Linked DNA regions of Anser cygnoides: region 1 is linked to region 2. The links are chromatin contacts, called in public Hi-C maps. All regions are on one chromosome and are shown on one strand. The core of a region is the stretch at or near the end of the contact, and the rest is flanking DNA. Distances in the headings are between cores, read along the strand shown.

Region 1 (2,867 bases), core at 234-2,733, 360 kb after region 2:
AAGTTCTCTTATGCTTTTGACATCTGATATTGCTGTAACATGCATTAGAAATGATGTTACATCTCTTCAGAAGGAAATCCAACCAATTTCTAACCTTCCAAACGTTGCAGAAATTCTTCATAATCTAATGCAAACTATCCTGGACAAACCATTTTCTTTTCTAATTGGTTGGAACTCTACTGTTCCTTAAAACAAGCTTCCTAACAAAATACCTCTTTGCAGTGCTCTAATTCTGCAAGTGTTACAACTCGAAGCTTCTTACATTTCTGAAAGCATTCATGATAAAAATAGTCTGGAAAAAAAAAAGAACATTTAAACAGGGGGGAAAAAAGAAAAAAAAAGTTTTGCACGTTTTTCTCATCAGGTTGGATCCTAGTTTTCTATTTAAGCTATTCCAAGAAAGAAATGATTCACGCTCCCCAAGTTTAAATGCTGAGAAATTTATGGTATCTTCCATCCTCACCCTGCCTGATCCAAAGAGCCTGCAAGCAATGGGAATTAAAAGCCACAGCAATGACAAGAACGTGAAACCAATGCTTCCCAGCCTCTCTGGGAGAACACGTCGGATGCTTGTGACCACAAACTTGCCTTTGTTTACTCTGTTGTGAAATACTTCATATTCTGATCAGTTCTGTGGTTGCAAGAGGCTTAATGAATACAATCTGCTTTAGCGATAATACACAGACTGCTGTGAAGACAATTCCCTGTAAACATTGATATATAAACAACACCATAAAGATATAAGAGATAAAGGCTGTCTGAAGCTACTCTAAGAACAGTATCATAGTATTGACACAAAACAAGTGAAAATATTTATCAACAGACCTATCCCTTCAGAAGAAAGAAATGAAAGCAGTAAGGACTTGGCAATCATCATTTTCTCCTGCTGATGAGATGCAAAGAGAGCACTCAAAGGGAAAGGTGACAAGATCATGCAGGTTGTTCTGCACAGCTGCTATGTCTCTTAAATTAACAGAGCAGCTGAAGAGGAAAATGTAAGGAGTTGGATCAACCTGGCATTGTGTGTGGGGCAGCTGGACTTCTACTGCCTTGCTGCTGGCCTGGGGAGCTCAGCAACGTAGAAACACATTAAAAGATTTAAAGAACAACTTTAACACAACATGAAATATTTACAGCCAATCTTGTATTTAGCAGTTATTTATTGTTCTGTTAGTATAATGTGCCACTGCTTGAACCTGATGGGCTCCCTAGAAGCACTGGTGTTGCTAACGTAATGGGGCTTGCTCACTTGTTCCTTGCCTTGACATTCATAGTCTCATCCTCCAGCACTCGCCTATTTGAAATATTTTCTGGCAAAATCACTTTTTTCCCTCCCAGGAATGGTGCATCTATCTTCTGCTACTGTATACTGTGCCTGCGTGGGTCGGCTCTCACGCACGAGCACCGAGCAAGCTCATGAGACACCCCTGCTGCTTGCAACTGCTCCTTCCCATCGCAGACCCAGTGTCATTTTCATGAGACAAAAACAAAAATATTATTAATGCATTAGTCTCCTATCCTTCAGTCCAATGCTGACATCACTTTCTGTACAGTGCAGGCATTCTTGTTTTCATTATTCCCTTGAACAAAATGTCAAAAGGTGATATTCAATGCTTCATCACTGCTATTCTGCAACTTTACAATATCTCACACAGCTCGGGGTGCAAGTTTTTTTCATTGATCTGAGTCTACTGTAAACTTTCTAGTGCTCTCTGGAGATTTGTTTTAATCCTTGGCCAGCCATAATGCATCTTTTTAAATACTTGTTTTTGAACAGAAGAAATGAAACCCCTGGTTTCCCACCTCTAAATAAAATCTCTAGTCTCTAAAAGGCCTACTGAATTCACACGCTGACACTGGAGATAAGTTGCCTCAAGCCTTCTGCTGTAATTAATAGCTTTTACTACTTTCTGCAAGATCCCATCCTCTGTGGTAGCTCTGGCAACTACAGGCCACATTGTGTCTGAATCTGGACGGGGTTTGTTTGTGTAGAGTTGTTTTTGATCAGGTTGACATGTACTAAATTTAACTCTGGTCTTTGTTCCACTGTGCTTTTGGCTAAAACTCCAGAAATAATGTCTGCAAACAAAATGTCTAAGAGTTTTCTGTTTCATTGGCTAATCATATATCTGCAGTCAAAAAAAATAACCTTTGTATTCTAGCGGGATATCACCCATTTGCTCTATTTGGCAATACCAGTTGGTGGCTGATGGTCAGCTGGCCTCTCAGAGACAAATCATAAAAACTTTTCACACGGCTGTATTAAGGCCAAAACCTCCTCCTCTGCCTGACGGTACCAGTGCATAATTTATTTAGCAACTACTACCTACTGGTTCCTGGCCTTCGCTCCCAATTACACAGAGGTAAAAGAAGCGTACAAAGGCTTAGGTCAGCTCTGTACTGTTACAGTCCTGGGGCTCCCTATGGTTTCTTTGTTGTTTTTTTTTCTTGTGTTTTTGTTGTTGTTGCTTTTTTGTTTGTTTTGGTGTGGAGGAGGTAGGGAAAGATTTTCAATCAAGTCCATAAATCATCTTTACCCATCAGCCTTCTGGTTCAGACTATTTCTTACGTAGGAACCTCTGCCCCTCCTGCTTCGGACTAAGAGCCATGTTGTTAACATGACCTATCTGCACACCCCTTGCGCTTCTCTAATTGTGTAACACTGCAGGGATCTGACACGCGACACTACGATTTCTTTCTCATCTCTTTTAAACTCAGCTATGTATTGCCTCTTCTGCAATCCGCTCCTCCAGACACCCAGACGCAGCCCCCTGCTCCCATACTCACTAGGCCAGCACCTGCCCAGCCCAAGCCAAGCTGCGAGCCCAGAGCCCACAGGAGCAGCTCCTTTGTGGCTCCTCCTCACC
Region 2 (3,179 bases), core at 589-3,088:
CCCAGCAGGCGACACTGCCGACGGCAGCAGGCAGGAGAGGGTCAAAAGCGAGGAGGCGGTCAGCACCGTGAGCCCGGGAAGGCTGAGGTTCCTCTTCAGCTCTAGAAAACAGGACCTCGGGGCCAGCAGCACGGGGCTGTGGCGGCTGGGGCTAGGCTTTGGTTTGGGAAGACACTGACACACAGGAACGGAGGCTCGCTCACGCCCCAGGCTGGGCAGAGGGGATGAGATGAGTCCTGCCGGCCAGGGAAGGCAGGGGTGCAGGACAGGGCTGCACCCGTTTGCTCGCGTTGATCCTCGGAGCTGAGAAATGCAAAGCGGCGCCGGCTGGCTACGGGCACCGAGGCCCGAGGAAGCTTTAGGTGTGCCGCACAAGGTGCTCCACAACCCGCTAGCCAAAGGGCTCGGAGCGGCGCGCAGCCCAACGCCCCTGGAGCCACACATCCAGTTCTGCAATGGGACGTTCCCAGCACCGGCAGCAGGCGCAGGCTGCCAAGAAATGGGCCGTGAGCTGGTCAGCTGGCACCAGGGGGGACGGGAGGCACGAAGGCAGCGCCAGGCACCGCCTAGAGGCACGCGGGGGCCACGTTTCAACGTCAGCAGCACGCTGAGCAGCTCAGGGTACGAAGGAAGGGAACTGGGCACCCGAGGCAGGGGGAGCTGGGCAGCAGGGGCTGCAGTTTCCCTCTCCCTAGCACCACACGCTCGCACCTAACCCACTTGGCTCCGCTTGCCGGAACCGACCTCAGGAAACCCCCCCCGGGGCGCCGGCTCCTTCCTGAGCAGGAACAGCTCAGCGGTGGCTCCTGCGCGAACCCCTGAGCGCCTCTGGCTCCCGGCCAAGGAGCTTCGCGTCCTTCCTCTCCCTGCGCCTCCACGGCAACTGGAAACTCTCCGGTCAGAGTCTCAAAGCTGCCCCAAGAGGAGGAAGCGAACAACTGGGGAAACGGGAAGCAGCACGAGCGCTTCTCCGGCACGTGTAGGTCATCAGAAGCGCTCACCTTCCCCGTGAGAGCCTCAGCCCACCCAGGAAAGGCTGAAGGAGGGCACAGGGCTCTGCTCTTCTCCGCAGGGCTGTTACTTTAGGGGGATGAGGGCCTCCGCTTCGGCTCTGCTGCCCCAGCTTTGTCCCTGAGACCCCCAGGAGCGCAAGCGCGCACTGACCTGTCTGCCTGCGCAGGAGATGGTTTCGTGTTCTGGCCCCTCTGCCGCTCCTGCTTGGGTGAAGAGGCTCTCCCGGCTGCCTTCCTGTCACGAGAGCCTACCGGGGAAATAAAAGGTGAGATGTTCTTGCTCGTCACCGAGGTCGTTACCTGCCCACCGTGCCGCCTCGGCGCGGACCACGCGGGTGCTCCATTATCTGTGGGCAGCTGATGCAGTTTGCGGGCACGAAGGCACCCAAGGCAGCTGACAGGGTGCACTTCGCTTAACAAGCGCTGCGTGAGCACAGCTCAGCCTGCTCCTGGAGCCGGCGTCACCCCGAGTTCGTTCAGCAGAGGCTGGAGGGAGCTGCCGCATCAGAGCCGTGCGGGCTCGTGGGCGGTGAGAAGGCAGCGGGGGGCCCTGCTTAGCTGCAACGGGTTTCCAGCCGCTGATATCCCGGAGCATGGAGCGGGAGCTACACCTGGAAGGCAGCCTGCGTGCCCCCGGGGCTGTCCTGAGCCCCGAGCACCAGCCAAGCCGCACGCCCTGCTACCAGGACAGTAATTCCCGGGGTGCTGATCTCGCTTTCATCACTGCTCCGGAGAGCAAAGGTGCCCAATGGCCCAGCGCACCGCCCGCTGCCCGCGTTCGTTAGGTCAGTGCTCTGCTCTCGACACCGCGAGACGGGCAGCGCTGCAGATTTGATCGCAGCAAGGTTACAGAAGAGGGACGTGAGACTCAGCACGGACACCGGCAGCTCTGTGCGGCGGTTCTTGAGCACAGGCTGGTGCCTCTTGCTCGGTCCCAATTCCATCGAGCGTACTCTCGCCGCTGCGAGGTGAGGCCGAATTGCTGCTGGGGCTCGTGTCCCATTTGCCACTGTTTAGAAGTGTTTTATAGTATACAGACAACAAATCAAGTGTGTAATTACAGCTACATCTATAAAATGAGCACCGTTTGCTAGATCAACCCGTTCGATTGTCTGCAGCCCAGCAGCAGTTGCGAACTAGGTCCCAGTGAACTTCAACCTCACCCAGTTCCTCTCCAATGCTGCAGTGGTTGAATGCAAGCAGAATTTTTTCTGGCGAGCACCCAGAGTCAACAAGATACACCTACAGCCGAGACAACAGGGAAAACAACATCACGTGGCGATGCTGGCACGGGATGCCAAAAACAGAGGCACCTCTGGCCATCGGCTTCCCCCCCCCCCTTGTTTTTCAGCTGTGACAGCAGAGGCTGGAGCATCACGTTCAGGGCCCTCTCAGCGCAGCGTGCTGGCTTGGTTTTCCAAGTGCTAATAACTACTGCTGAGGACCCGGACACAGGAGAACACTTGGAAAGCCTGCGCCTTTCTAATCACACAGGGCAGATCAGATTGTGTCACACGCAAGTGGGGAAATCGGCTCATTTCGCAGGCTGGATGACCTAGCCAAGTACTGCACCCATCCTGGAGCCTTGGCAGCCCGTGCTCCCTTTCTAAGCACTGCCAGAAGCCTTATCAGGAGCCTGAGATCCCGCTGCGATACACAGGAACACGAGGCGAAGCCCCTGTGAATTCAACAGCCGCATCCAGTGCCACGACAAGAGACGGGGCGGCCTTCCTGGGAAGGACGGATGCGTACCTGAGGTGGAGGTGAGAGCGCCGTGACTTCAAAGCGAGGGCTTCTCTGTTTTTTTTTTTTTGTTTTGTTTCTTTTTTGTTTTTTTTTGCAGTGGAGGTGCACAGACACGGCGGAGCCGCGGCGCTGGCAAGGCGCACCACAAGACAGCTAGGCACAGCCAGGCTCGGCCTGCCCGGGGCTGACCTCACCTCGCTTACTTCACAGCCAGCCCGCAGCGTCTCATCGCCACCACGGTTTCGCAGCACGATGGCTGAGACGCCCGTGGATCCGGTGGCGATCGCTCACTCCAAGGCTTTGCTTGCAGCAAACCCCTCCAGCAAGGGGGCTCCTGCAGCGGAGACTTTTAGGGGACGTTTGCCACCCGACCCGGGGTGCTCGAGGGCTGCCCCCGGTGGCAGGGCAGGAACCCCGCCG

What was found. A called contact is a pair of places that touch in the nucleus more often than the background predicts.
Region 1: a contact with region 2 is called in a Hi-C map of liver, with 10 times the contacts expected there. The contact joins two enhancer-like sites. A contact is called at or near these places in 2 of 7 Hi-C or Micro-C datasets (both in liver).

The regions. Positions count from the first base shown.
Region 1 is chr12:2,253,063-2,255,929 of Taihu_goose_T2T_genome, forward strand. All of the region lies in intron 11 of BANP (BTG3 associated nuclear protein), which reads right to left. Among named protein-coding and RNA genes, the nearest start is that of ZNF469, 48 kb to the left of the region's middle. Within about 2 kb of position 1,484, at least 1 of the 3 cell types and tissues checked has open chromatin away from gene starts, as enhancers often do. A contact at or near this core is called in liver, where this site is marked.
Region 2 is chr12:1,891,218-1,894,396 of Taihu_goose_T2T_genome, forward strand. It overlaps ZC3H18 (zinc finger CCCH-type containing 18), which reads right to left. Exons shown (of 17, transcript XM_067004258.1): 16 at 1,165-1,261. Among named protein-coding and RNA genes, the nearest start is that of IL17C, 3.5 kb to the left of the region's middle. Within about 2 kb of position 1,839, at least 2 of the 3 cell types and tissues checked have open chromatin away from gene starts, as enhancers often do. A contact at or near this core is called in liver, where this site is marked.